2 separate regions of the Hordeum vulgare genome follow, and region 2 is linked to region 1. A link is a contact called in public Hi-C data. All regions are on one chromosome and are shown on one strand. Each heading gives the region's core, a stretch centred on a gene start, on an enhancer-like site or on the middle of the called end of the contact. The rest is flanking DNA. Distances are from core to core; before and after follow the strand shown.

Evidence for each region. Hi-C and Micro-C count contacts between places; a contact is called where the count stands out from the background.
Region 2: a contact with region 1 is called in a Hi-C map of leaf, with 4 times the contacts expected there. The contact joins the promoter of LOC123427578 here to the promoter of LOC123430698 in region 1. A contact is called at or near these places in 4 of 6 Hi-C or Micro-C datasets (leaf and seedling) and 1 of 1 datasets of contacts at active chromatin or transcription factors (embryo).

What each region holds. Positions count from the first base shown.
Region 1 is chr2H:597,263,434-597,266,824 of MorexV3_pseudomolecules_assembly, reverse strand. It overlaps LOC123430698, which reads right to left and starts at 2,042. Exons shown (of 1, transcript XM_045114546.1): 1 at 75-2,042. The coding sequence starts at 1,376. The coding sequence ends at 207.
Region 2 is chr2H:597,402,310-597,405,731 of MorexV3_pseudomolecules_assembly, reverse strand. It overlaps LOC123427578 (putative kinase-like protein TMKL1), which reads right to left and starts at 2,037. Exons shown (of 2, transcript XM_045111658.1): 1 at 1,126-2,037. The coding sequence starts at 1,639.

The DNA of each region.
Region 1 (3,391 bases), core at 793-3,292:
TTGCTATGTTGTCTCCGAGTCAACAAAACGTGCTTTATGGAAAAATTTGTGTGAAGAAGAGGATGCGCACAGTATCCCGCACACTCTTATTCCACTCATCGACACCATTTGTTCGGGTTGTAGTTACATGTGAGCAATCAAAAGAACAAACATTAAAATGCGGTGCATTACACATGAAGAAATCTGAACACCACATCCGTGATGGCTCATCTTCTGCCCGGCCCGGGCTGAACCCGCTGCATCCTAATCTGCTCCCTGAACTTGGCTATGAACTCGTCAGCCTTCCTGTCCACCTCGTCCTCCTCCGGCTCGGGCCTCGTCGCCAGCTCAAAAAGCTCTTCGTCGCAAGAGTTGTCACCTTCCCGCCCCTCCTCGTCGTAGCTGTCTTCCTCCTCGTCGAGTTCATCGTCGCCGTCCCTGGCCATGTCGTCGCTGCTGAACGAGCCGTCCGAGGCCGCGGCCATCTCGTCAGCCTCATCGTCTGCGGCCGCTTGATCTTCGGACGGAGCTACAGGATCGTAGCCGGTGAAAGTGCTCCTCCTCGTTGCTTGGATGGAGGAGTTTGACCGGAACCTGTTTCGTAAGCCCGCGTGTCCGCCCATGCTCATGTCTCCAACCCCGTATTCGTTGAAGCTTCTTGCTCTGGCCTTCCCGAGGCCACGCGCGCCGCCGGGAAACTGCGGCGGAGGCGGCGGCGGAGGAGGCGAAGACGGCGAGAGGGTCAAGCCGGCGTCGAGGACGGAGGACGGCGATGACATGGCGTGTTGGCGCGCGCCGCTGTATCCTGTTCCCTCCTTGGAGACGAGGAACTCTGCTTCTTCATCGGTGGCGTCGTCGCTTACATTGCCCGGTGCAGGTTCTTCGGCCGACGGCTTGAGCTTCCTCACCGGCAGGAGAAGCGGCTTCTCGCCAGCGCCGCCGGTGTCGGCGACGACGACGAGGGGATCGTCGGGGTAGTACTGCGAGCTCCACGCCTGGACGCCGCCGTCCCTGGCGCCGCCGCTGACTCCGTCGCCGCCGTTCCCCTCGAAGACCAGGGGCCCTTGGAGTATCTGGGAGACGAAGGCCTCCACGGACTCGTCGTCGTCGACGACCTTGGAGGGAGCGGCCACCGGGGGCACCGCATCGGCGTCGGCGTTCCTTTGGCCGAACACGCCGTAGGAGATGACGAGGCCGAGCAGGAGGATGTGCGGCAGGTCCCAGATCCCGGGGCCCTGGCTCGTGGGCAGCATCGGCAGCAGCGCCACCACGACGGCGAACAGCACCGCCTTCGCTGCGAGGTTGGACGGGAACAAGAGCTCCAGAGCCCGCTGCAACCACGCGGGAACCACATCGCCGCCGCCGGTCCTCGGCTGCGCCGGAGCGGCCTCCGCCATTGCGGGAGAAAGATGAAGAAAATCTGTGCGTGGCTTGGAGTCTCGGGCTACGGAAGGCCGAGTTTGTTTGATCGGCTATTAGTCTAGTCTGTGAGCGCGACCGAGAAGGAAATCTGGACGGAATGGAATCCGAGCTCTTGCTGGTGAAGAGAGGAAGCTGCAGACTTGGTCGGGAAGCAAGAGCAACACGGAGAGGAGGCAAAGAATTTATGGGTGCAAAGGCAAAGCAACCACAAAGAGAATGGACGAGATTTTTAAAATCTACTAGCAATGCCGAATTAATCCTGGCGAGAGCAACGTTCAACTGTGGAGGGAAGCCGCGGGAACGTGCTAGATCAAAAATCATTCGGCGACGGAAAAGGACTCGTCTCGTGTGCATGGTAATCCGTTGGGGGCGGCGGGCGGTGGAGCCGACGTACGGTGGTCCGGGCCGGCACGGCCGTAGCGTCTGGCGCTTTGCCGAAGGCCGTCGCCGCCCAAGCCCCGGGCCGTATATGGTCCATGGCTCTCCTACCTCGGGATATGTTTTCTATCGGATGGGATTTGCAGGGGTCTCGCCATGTGGACGGTTCTATTGGCTTCGCGCCGTGTTTGCTGATGAGCTCTTCTGCTTTGGAAGCTTGGACTTTGGAGCAGGGCCGGTGCTGAAAGGACGTGCAAAGTGCGTCCACTTCTGGGTTGTTCAGTCAGCCGCTGGTTTCAGGGATGCTCCAGATAAGATAAAGAGAGTCGTTTTAGAGTTGGATATATCTGTTAGAGTTAGAGTTGGTTAGACTGAATCGAACTAACTGCAAAACATTCAAATAGGAGGATTATAATTGATTAGATGCATCTAATTCATTCAAAAACTAACCCACCTAAAAGTTGCTTATTTGGGTTATAGTTAGGTAGGGCACAGAAAAAATTACTTTTCCTTCTGCCTTCACCATACCAAATCCTGGTTAAAGGAGCCAAATGGTTGAAAAAAGTGAATTTATTAGTAATCTAACCCTGCCATTCAAACACCTCTTTGGTTAGCGTTAGTTTAAAGTTAGTCCAGAATAAAGATATAACTCTAACCTCTAACCGAGTTAGGGTATCCAAACAAGAACTATGTTTGGGTGAAACTTCGGCCCATATCTCCATAGAGTGTAGCAAGGTTTTACTTTTTTCTCCAGGAGTCCCTAATCAGCGCCGCGGGCGCTCGATTAGGAACTGGAGCCTGCAGCAACTTGGTTTTGTGGCCAGCCCATGTAGCGCTCGCCTGATCGCTCGCTCGCTTGCTCCCGCGTGATCGTTCCCTCGCTCGCTCGAGGACTGTTTTGGTTGTGCGTGGTTGACCAGTTAATTAATCAATGGTCGATTTTAATAAAAAAGAAGAAAAATATATTGAAAATTATTTAAAAATCGGTATTTGCAAAAATTTCATGGATTTTGAAAAAGTTCATCCAATTTTTATAAGGTCAATTGAATTCAAAAGAAGTTCACTGATTTTCTAAAAACGTTCATCGATTTTCAAAAAAGTTCATCAAATGTTAAAAACCTTCATCAAATTTTAAAAACTTTCACCATTTTTTTTAAAAGTTCATCGAATTTGATAAAAAATCATCATTAAAAAAAAACGTTCACCGGTTTTAAAAAAAGTTCATCGAATTTTATAAAAGTTCATCATTTTGTAATAAAGTTCATCGATTTTGAAAAAAGTTCAAAGATCTTGGGAACAAATCACCGATTTTGAAAAAAAGTTCAGCGAATTTGATAAAAAATCATAATTTTGAAAAAAGTTCATCAAATCTGAAAAAAGTTCACATATTTTTTTTACCAAATTTTAAAAAGAGTTCATCGAATTTGAAAAAAAACCAAAAACCAAAAAAATGTTCTAAATAAAAAATAAAAAATGAACAAAGAAAAGTAGTAAAAAACAGAAGAAAACCATTTTGAATAAAAAAAGAAAGGCAAAAAAAGAAAATGAAAAAGAAATGGAAAAAAGAAAAAGACGTGCTAGTAGAAAAGAGGGAAGAAGCACTAGCAGAACA
Region 2 (3,422 bases), core at 788-3,287, 140 kb before region 1:
TTGAGATCTGACAGTTACTAGCAAAGTTACTGACGTGTTGACGCTAGTAGTGGGAAAATCTCATGGTAAGACCGGCAGTCCAACGTAAAGACCAACACATTTTCAACGCAATCGTGTAGTACTGCATTGTGGTAGGGAACCAGCTCGGAATCGTACAAGAAATTCAGTAGCAAAGAGGACCCTTTGGACATGTCCTTTTCAAACCCTCACAAAGATCAAATACCCCTCAAAAGTTATTGACAACGAAAAGTCAAAAACCACAGAGATTATTTTCTGCAAAAGATAATCATCATCTTTATGTGACCAATTGTTGGATCAACACATAAAGCATGTTCAATAAGAGCATATAATTCAACTACTCCACTGAAAATGAGAGCTGAAAGATGCAGGGAGCACAAACAGCTCAGAAAAATCAACCTCATAAATGCCATAAAAGTAGTCTCGCAAACACTTCATATAAGAAAGCATTTCTCTCTCTCTTTTTTGAGGGAAGAAAGGATTTCTCATTTTTCTAGGGTAAAAAGCATTTCCCCTTAATAAGAATCTAAATCATTAAATATGTCCGGAAATAAGTGTTTCCCCAGAAACACTGATTTGATATATCTGAACAGCACAGATCAACAAAGAAAATCAAATGAGGCTTGCTACAGGTGACCCAATCTTCATATGTCCTTGAGAAACATGAAGATCATGCTAAGCAAAGTGTCCCAGCTAACAACTCCAACCAGTAAAAGTTCACAAACACCTTTATCAACTATTGAGCTGTCCCCGTGGTCTGGTAAACTTCACGACAAAAGTACAAAGTGTAGCAGTGAAGACACATGGCTAGAGGTAGTAACAAAATTCACTCTGCAAGGCTGTTGCTCAATCCTTGCAGCATTATTGGAAGTATTCACTCTTGCTAAATCTGAATCAGATGAGCGGAATAATCGATCAAATCAAACTAGAGACGAAGTAGAGCTAATTACGACGGCACATAGGAGTACATCATCAAATTTACTACAGTTTAAGCTAATTATGACGGAGTATTTCGCATGATTAGTCTTCCTCAAGGCAAACTTGGCTTGAAAGCAAAGCGATGAAAGTAATTTGCACGCTGTGGAGCAACGTAGGTAAAGGGCAGACCTTGCAAGAAGCGGCGGAGCGAGCCGGCGGCGTAGAAGGGGTGCACGAGCAGCTTCTCCCCTCGCGGGCCGACGTAGAGCGCGCGGATCGGCACGAGATTCGGGTGCTGCACGGCGCCGAGCAGCCGCGCGGCCGCCGCGGCCTCCTCGGCGCCCGCGGAGCAGACGGGCCGGAGGAACCGGAGCAGCGCGACGGCCTCGCCGGCGCTGAGCCCGGCGCGGTAGAGCGTGCTGTGCGCCGACTTGGCAACCACCTCGCCGGGCGCCTCGAGGATGGCGGCCACGGTGAGCCCCTCGCCGCCGGGGAACGTGAGCAGCTCCTCGCCCACCCCGCTGCCGTAGGCGCTGGTCCCGCCCGCCTGGAAGCGGTCGGCCCGGGCCCCGTGCGAGGGCAGCACCATCGCGCGCCCGCGGCGGCGGCGGCGGCGGTAGCAGCGGACGGAGTAGCAGAGGAAGAGCGCGGCCACGACGCCCAGGACCGTGAAGAGGACGGCATTGACGAGCGCCCTCGGCATTGCTCCGCCCCGGCGGCGTGCCCGGCTCCGGGGAGGGATTCCCGGCGGATTGGTAGGGTTTGGTGCCCTCAGGAGGAAAGGTCTGTGCTTTGCGGCGCTCCCTCCTCCTCCTACCTTCCCCTGCCCTTCCTTCCTTTCTGCGATTCTTTCCTTTGCGGTTGAGATCTCTCCCTTTTGTTGCGCTTGGTGTGTTTGTGACAGTGTCAGCTAAGCTAATGGTGGTATTCTTTGGGGGTGGAAGCTGGGCTGAGAAGAGATGGTTCTCGTCTTGAGGGAAGTGTGTGGGAGATTGTTTTCCTTTGCTTGGACTTTGGGTTTTATGTCGATGATAAGTGTGTTCATGATGGCAATGGACGTACCCCGTGAATAGTGTGGGCAGCAGGACCCTGAAATCTGTGAGGCCCCTAACTTCATTCATAATTGCGTGCGTCATAGAGTACACTTGATTGCATCATCTGTGGACTCTAGACCCTGTATGTGAAGCAGAGTAGGGCCATGTGATGGCTAGCCAGGCCTGGTTTAAAATATTTCTAAAGGTGATGGCTAGAATTTTTCATGTAAAAGAAAACTGTAAAACTATGTAGAATTTCTGATGACCATATCTTTGTCACCGCAGGGTTGTGGTCCCACCGTCGCCAGGGACTCTAGACGCAACGAGTAGTTTGAGAGCAACTCCATCAGACGCGTTATATAAGTGAAATGTTGAAAAAATAACTTTTTAGTGCGCTCACGTCCTCGTCGACCGGTCCAACAGAGATGTTAAAGTAGTGTGTCTGTTAGAGTTGGTTTGAAGAAGGTGTATGTGTTCTGCCGATATGTAACCTAATATCTAACATTTGCCACAGTTATAACCTAGGCATGACATGTCATGGAGTATCGCTGGGTGGCTTTCGCAATATCCATCATTAGGGCGGTGAGAGAAAAAGCGTCATGTCTGAGTAAAAACCCTTGTTTTGACCTTTATTAGCCGGGCTCGGCAGCGACAAACTTGCCTTGTTACCTTGTTGAAAGCGTCATCTTCTTACTTATGTCATGGCTTTCAGTGGTTGGTCGCGACAACCAAGGTGAAAATTGTTGCCCTGACCGTCAACGACTCAACGTGACAACGACGGTGAAATAAGTCGGCACGCCCAAACGTGTTGATTTCGGACCTGTTCGGTAGTCCATCGACTCCATAAAATTTAAGAATTTGTAGAGCATCCATACAACCGCTCCATGAATTTGAATTAGAGCTCCGTCCGCTCTGGAAGCAGAGCCGCGGAGCGGAGGGACTCCGAACGGCCCTTTCATCTCTTATAATAATTATGCCATAGTTGCCTGTGCTTTGTACTTATGTTATTGATGACTTGGCTTCATTGCCTTGCAATAACTTTAATAAAATAATTGTATAGATTGTATTGATTTAGAGGGTCGGGGTTTCGACCTTCTGTCTGAAAAAGGGAGCCATCTCTAGGAGATCCAAGTTGTCTAGAATCAGAATTCCACAACGAGCTACAAATACTTATGGTAGGATTTGACAAAATATGGTGTAGTTGCACCATTTAAACACTTTTAGGTTCTAGTATTTATTAAACAAGTGTTCGTGGTGAAATAAAACTGTCAGACATGGAACGTAGTCCATTAGGGACTGAATATTACTTGAAAAAACAATTATAATTAGTAACTCCCAACAAGTGTACAAAATTATGTTACATTTTGAAATTTACTTTATAATAATTGGAAATATGCTAACCAAACAAGATAGTATAGAAAATAATTTTGCCATGTAAGTTGTACATTTGAT